Linked DNA regions of Rattus norvegicus: region 1 is linked to region 2. A link is a contact called in public Hi-C data. All regions are on one chromosome and are shown on one strand. Each heading gives the region's core, a stretch centred on a gene start, on an enhancer-like site or on the middle of the called end of the contact. The rest is flanking DNA. Distances are from core to core; before and after follow the strand shown.

What was found. Hi-C and Micro-C count contacts between places; a contact is called where the count stands out from the background.
Region 1: a Hi-C map of the A7r5 cell line shows a contact between it and region 2, with 3 times the contacts expected there. The contact joins two enhancer-like sites. A contact is called at or near these places in 8 of 12 Hi-C or Micro-C datasets (the A7r5 cell line, the Rat2 cell line, hepatocytes and 4 more).

The regions. Positions count from the first base shown.
Region 1 is chr7:134,372,398-134,375,708 of GRCr8, forward strand. LOC120093741 (a long non-coding RNA gene) reads left to right here. Exons shown (of 4, transcript XR_010053115.1): 1 at 1-2,055. Among named protein-coding and RNA genes, the nearest start is that of Krt80, 10 kb to the left of the region's middle. Within about 2 kb of position 1,549, at least 5 of the 93 cell types and tissues checked have an H3K27ac peak or open chromatin away from gene starts, as enhancers often do. A contact at or near this core is called in the A7r5 cell line, where this site is marked.
Region 2 is chr7:134,335,701-134,339,226 of GRCr8, forward strand. No RefSeq gene overlaps it. Among named protein-coding and RNA genes, the nearest start is that of Krt80, 26 kb to the right of the region's middle. Within about 2 kb of position 1,686, at least 8 of the 93 cell types and tissues checked have an H3K27ac peak or open chromatin away from gene starts, as enhancers often do. A contact at or near this core is called in the A7r5 cell line, where this site is marked.

The sequences.
Region 1 (3,311 bases), core at 299-2,798, 37 kb after region 2:
TGGGAATGTGTGCCACCATTGTGCACGTGGGTGTAGAACATGTGTTTGAATGTGTGGAGGAGATACAAGTGTGCCTTTACACCCCTAAGTGGAGGTGAGGGTGGGGGTGCCTCCACTCACGCCTCTGCTCGTGAGCGAGTATCTGGGTGAGTGTACGTTTCTCTTTGTGTGCATGTGTGCATTTGTGTGGACCCAGGGCCGTCCCCTCCCCCACGCGGCGGCATTGCCTCACCCCGTGACACAGCCGCTAATGACTATTTGCTATTGTCTGTGCATGGTGGCATCACCTGCTCTAATGACAGTCTCCCTGCCTAATGACTTGGCTCCTGCCCCATTATTTGTCAGCCATAGGGCCACTGGCCTGGTGGCTAGAGAGATGTTGACTAGCTCCATACATTTCCTGCTGGGTGTCTGTGGGGGTGGGGGCAGCACCGATTCCACCCCCTCCCACAGCCCTCAGGGTGCTCGCGTGGGCCAGGATTTCAGCTGGCAGGTAGCATTCCTAGGCAGAAAGCCCCAGGTGTGGGCTCTGCCTTCTTTCTGGGCAGGGCTGGGTGTCTGCTGCTGAGCTGATGATAATTCTTTCTCCGCTGCCCCTCCCGACAAGGTGCCCTGGACCTCAGCAGGCAACCTGATCTCCTTCCGTCACCAGACAGTGCCTGCCAACACAAGCAGAGATGTCCTTTCTGAGAAGGCTTCTCTGAGCCCAGATGCTCTGGTCTGGGACAACCTCTGAGGAGCAAGGGGGGTGTGGAACTGCCTGGGAGTTCTTGAGACCCTGGGCAAGTTCCCTTGTAAGAAGGCGGCCAGCCCTTCTCCTTGTATCTCAGTTATAACTGAAATGATGTTAAAGTGGCCTCTGGATCCTGAAGGAGGAAGCAGAAGGTTTCTTGTTCTTGCTTGCTGCCCCTTCAGTGAACGTATAGCCTCTTGTTTGTATTCTCATGGCTTGGAAGTGGTTTTATCTTCATTACCCTTCTTACAGGTTTGCTTCCCCGACTTGGCGTTTGCTCAGATGGCAGGGGAGCCCAGGACCATGCCTCGCTCATAGAGATTCGCTAAACGTTTCCCCAGTCTGGGAGATGCACACCCGGCTGTAGATGTGGGTCCTGAACTGAGTGCCAAACTCATCTTACATCTTCACAGTCTCCCTAGGTCTTGACCCAGCGTAAAGGGCTTCTGGTGCTCTAGTGACTGGGAGGAGGGAGACGGTGTGCTGAGAGGCTGTCACAGAGGGACAGTAAGGGTGACTTTCTCTCTGCACCCTCAGCTTATGAGACCTTATAAGTAAGGAAGGGAGGAAGGAGCTGATGTGACGTGCAGGCTCTCTCACCTGTTGAGTTGGTGTCCCTGTCCTGGTGGAAGCACTTACTCCCTTGAGCTGGTGGGAGCACTTACTCCCTTGAGCTGATGGGAACACTTACTCCTTTAAGCTGGTGGGAACACTTAACTCTCTTGAGCTGAACCTTGCTCCCATTACCTGCAACAGGATTCCTCAAATGTTTGTTGGTGACTCACTGGAGGGTCATGAGGATGGAGAGCTCATGTATCACAAAGCACAGTTTCATGACAATACGTATGTGCCGGCCTCTACGTAAAGTATATTCTGTACTGTGGGCTGACAAGAAATAACCCGTGACAGATAATCTGCCATTTGAGGGAAGGACTAGGGACAGTGGGGACTTCCCTCCAGAGTCTCTGGGAAGCCAGAACTCTATAGTCTGTCCTGGTGTGGCACCTCCAGCAGAGGCTCACCCCTTCTTACCCCAATTCTCAGAACCCCTTCTCTCCACATTTCCCCAGAGAAGGTCTGGTTTGGCATCCAGTAGTAACTAGAATGTGGTTGCTAGGCAGGCAGAGAATAAAGGAAGGCCTTCCAGGCACACCTGTCCCATGAGCCATTGCTCTGTCTCCTGCAATCCTGAGCCCTTAGCCAACCTAGCTCATGGCTGGGGCAAGGGCATCAGAAAATGCTTTTCATAAAAGCAGATAATGGGCTCAATGGTAGGAGTGCCAGCACTCAGGAGGTTCCAGCAGCCCTCACCTCCAGCCTGGGTGAGCTGGGGAGTTGGGGAAAGGACTTGGTTTCAGGGATTCCGTGTCTTCCCATAAATACCTCCCACACTGGTCTGATTGGTGGGGTGTGAACGTTGTGTGGTGTATGCACGGGTATACATACTTATGTTCACGCTCACGGAGGCGAGAGAGACTTGAGTATCCTGCTCTGTCCTTTTCTACTGTACTCCTCTGAGGCTCACCCCCTTGAGGGAGGGTATCTCACTGAACCTAGAGCGAGGCTGGAAGCCAGCAAGCCTCAGGGACCCTCCTGTCCACTTCGACAGTGCTGGGTTACAGGAGCGTGTAGCCACACCCAGGGTTTTGCATGGGTGCTGGGGGGTTGAACTCAAGTCTTCATGCTTAGACAGCAAGCACTCTTATCCAAGGCACTAACTCCCCGGGCCCATTGCTTTTATTAAAAAACCTTCCTGATTCCCTGCTCCCTTGTAAGCCATGTTGGCTAAGGGCTTGGGGTTGAAGGAGGAGAAGCGGGGTCCCTGGCCCAGGTGCAGGGAGCGCCTACCTTTGTTCTCCGCCCAGCCTGTACCACCCTCTCCTACCCTCTTTCTCAGCTCCATGCTTGGTACCCACTTCCTCTCAGGCCTCTGATTTCTGTGCTCACCGCACGGATGGTGAAATAAAGGTGCAAAGGAGTCAAGTTCACACAAACAGGAGGTACTAGGACCAAGGTTCCTTCCCAGGTCAGTCTCTCCCCATAGCTTCCTGTGGCCATGTGGGGAGCCCACTGGGTTCTGGTGAAGATGCAGCACCTACAGACAGCTTGGTTTCTGGGGCTGAGAGGAGTGGACCTGGTCTCGGAAGGGTTTGCAGTACACCGAAGGACGCTGCTTTCCTTTGAAGAGAGACCGACCTCTTCCAGGCTCTCCAGAGACTTCTGCCCCCATATGACCTTATCTGGGGCCTCCCCGAGAGTCCAAGGGAGAAGTGGGGAGAAGCTGCTTACCGAGGGGAGTTTCATCAGGGAGATTGCTTGATTATCAAGAGGGGAAAAAATTGCAGCAAGAGAGATGTGGCTTCGATTCCAGAGTGTTCCTTGGCACTCCTTAAGGGCAGGGACTAATCCTCTAGCAAAATGGACTTAATTAATGCTCGAGAGCTGAGACCTATGAGAACATTTGCAAAGTAGCATAAGCAAGGTAGTTGAGCACGCAGTAAATTTTGCATCTAAGCTGCTGAGGGGACGCGGAGTAAGCCATGGTTAGAGCAGGGTGGGGTCTGCCGAGGAAAGCTTC
Region 2 (3,526 bases), core at 436-2,935:
CCATCCAGCCTTCGATATTCAGCTGCCCCAGATGGAGGGAGGAGATTGTGCTCTCTCTAGTCCCATGACCTCAAGTCCAAGTAGCACCACGGTTTTCCCTGCTCAATCCTGCCTCCTTCAGTTCTGGGGTGACTTTCTGTGCTTTCTAATCCTAGGAAGTGACAGGCAGTCCCCCTTCACCTCTGTGTCTTAGTGAACTCCCCATCAGCCCTCTGTGGGAAATCCCAAGTGTGGTTCTCCTTTAAAATATTTTTACCAGCACATATTAATCATACCCAACAATGGGTTTCATTACGTTTTCACACGTGCATTGATTTTGATCATAATAATTTTCTTCTCAGGTAGCTCCCTTCCACTTTCAGATCCCCTCCCCCTTTTCTGAGACAGGGTCTTACTGTGTAGCCTCGGTTGGCCTAGAACTTTCTATCTAGACCAGGTTGGCCTCAACACAAAGACTGCCTCTGCCTCCCTAGTGCTGAAATCGAGGGCGTGTGCTGCCACATCCAGGTTTATGACAGGATCTCCAGGGGCCCAAACCTATGCTGACTCTGTGCAGGCAGTCACAGCCGGTGTGAATTCGTGAGTACAGCAGCCACATCGCGCCAAGAAGTCAGCCCTCACCCAATTCCCCATTTTCCCTAGGCCCTTACATTGTTTCTACTCTTCCTTTTCTCCAAGATGTTTCTTGAGTCTTGGAAGGGATGACACAGACGTCCCATTTATGGATGAGTGTCTGATGATCATTTCTTGTCTCTGTTTTCGACCAGGTATCAATCTATACAGCCACTGCTGATCACTAGAGTCGACAGGAGCAGTATTCTATGGACACAGAAGGCTCTTCTTGACCACATCATGCCTATTTAGCAAGCCAACAGCAATAGTTTCCCCCACTAGGGTCTATGATCTCTTCGGCCACGGGCTTCTGACTGAGTTCGCAGTATCAGATGTCAATTCTCTCTGGTGGCGTGGGCCTCAGATCCGATCTAGCACGGTTCCTTATTTTGTCTGGATACCAACCAAAGCACAAGAAAGGGATCAGAAGGCTGTGCAGGCTATGCTGCTGCGTGCTGGGTGCACAACCCAGAGATGAACAGGGGACAGTGGAGTCTCAGAGGGGGATGGTACCTGGACAGGCGTGTCTATGGGGAGACGATGTTACTCCAGACTTGACCCTTAGGAAACAGATAGGCAGGGGAAGGGTTTCAGGTGAGTCACCACTGTAGCCACTGTAAGGTCTGGGCGTTGTGGCAGCCATTCAGTGGATGGTGTTGGGGAGGAAGCAGCGCAGGGAGGAGAGGGGCGTCGGTCCTAAGAGACTCTCAGAACTGAGGTCTAAAGTTGGAGCCACGTATATGTAGTTCTGAGGCTGGCATTTAGCTCTTCCAAGCTCATCCCTAGCTGCTTTCTTTCTGCCTTTCCTGGAGGCTCCAGAGACATGCTGGTTTTGCCTCTGCCAGGAGAGGGCAGTGGTGGCTGCTACTCTGGTTGTCTGGGCGGGTAAACCTTTTTCCACTGGAGAGCAAGGGTGACTGCTTGAGAGAGAAGGGGCCATTTCTCTGACCCTCGCTTTCTCTAACTATATCTCCAAGAATGAACAGGTAGGCTTAATCGCTCCGACGGACAGGCTCCTGAGGCCTGATAGAAAGCCCATCTCACCTCCACTGGGGATTCGGAAAGCCGGTTAAGGCTTGTGGTGGCTGTTAGCAGCATTATTAAGCAACCGTTCTGTGCCAGGCACCGTACTGGATTCTTTTCTCATGCGTCATCTTAAAAAAAAAAAAAGAGAAGAAGATTTATTTTTATTTTATGCATGTGGGCGTCTTGACCGCGTGCGCGTCTGTGCGTCACGGAAGCCAGAAGGAAGAGCGTTTCACGTTTCCCTAGACCTGGAGTTAGAGATAGTTGTGAGCGGCTCCTCGTGGGCGGCTCCAACTTGGGTAGGAATCCAACCTGGTTCCTCTGCTAAGAGCAGCGGCGAGCGCTCTGGATCGCTGCACCATCTCTCCAGCCCTCGAGTCTCAGTTTTTAAAAGCCTTACAACAAACTATGCAAGTGTAATTCAGCTCTCGGAGAACGACCCAACCCCTCCCATCCAGTGCCGGGATACGATCAACTCGGTTACTATGGGCGCAGCCCCCTTGGGAGGGGTGCGCCACCCCCGGAACTCAGATAACCGAAAGCTCAAGGTGCCAACTGGTATGCTGAACTCGCCATACCTGAAACGCTGGGTATTTCAGCCTAAGAAGATTAGGTATTGACGAGTGATATTTGGGAAGGGGTTTTGTGAAGGACCCTTTCCTGCCATAGCCTGTAACTAGGCACTGCGATGGTGGCAATGGTTCAAAATAAACAGCTTACCCATCAGTCCCATCTTCCCCTTGCTCCCTGCACCCATAGGTCTCCGAGGGACTCATAAGGCCCCAGGATTTCCCTGTCAATCTGCTGTGTCAGCATGGTTCCTAGCATAGCTGAAGGCCCCACCACATCAACCCAGATGGATGGTAGGGGCGTCTTTAGCTCCCCCCTCATACAGAGACTTCACCTTCAGTGTCATTAAAACTCTCAGGAATGTCACAAGCCTGAGACCCCACAAAGCAATCACAATAGAGAGAACTTGGCACAATGGGGTCAGGCAGGGTAGGGACATGCGTGGATCCTGGCGTCTGCTCCAGGCAGACAAGACCCTCTTCCTCTCTCTCCTCACCAAACACGCTCCACGATGGCACTCTCTGCGGTTCTCAACAGCTACGGCCCCTGGCTCTCACCACCCACTTGTTCCGTCTTCCAGAATTTGGCACGCGCCAACAACATCCTAGACTCCCAGGGGACGCCAGGCTGCAGTCTGTGCTTTTGGGCTGTATCCTGGTGAGCACTTCAGGGACCCCCACACATTACAGAAGCTCATAGTTTTCCTCGTTCACCTTCAGGAGCCCTGCTGGTCGCTGGGCAGTCTTGGCCCAGCAAGGTCACTCTCTGTGTCTTCTGTGTCACTTCTAGTGCTCCTTTGACTTGGCCTCCCTTCTTCCGGGAACCCCCTGTGACAGACTTTGCACTGCATTGCAGCCTCCACTGTGATGCGGGTGTCAGTCGAGTCATCTCTGGTTTGCCTCTTTCTGCTTCTGCTTGTGTATGGGTCCCCTCCAGCAGGAGCAGAGATCCCCAATCTTAAGGACATGCCTCTTTTATGTGTGTCCCTCAGATTTGAACTTGCCAGAACTGGCATGAGGGAAGGCAGTCTCACTAAACCTCAGCCTGCTGGGCCTGCCTGGATGCTGGATGAGGACTCAGGCAGACACCTCCTCTGGAGCCTCAGGGGGCACTGGCCTCTGCGCGCTAACCACCAGGCTGACCCGAGGACTCAGCTTGTGGTACCTGTCCAGCTCCACCCACCTTTTGTGACTTAGTCCACCCTTCCGCCCGCACCGACTATAGCCTTTTACATGTAGTGTGTAAGGCTCTGTTTGAGCTCCGGGGCTTAAGAGTAGGCATGACCTTTGTGCAACTGTGGGGCTTGGGGATGGTGACT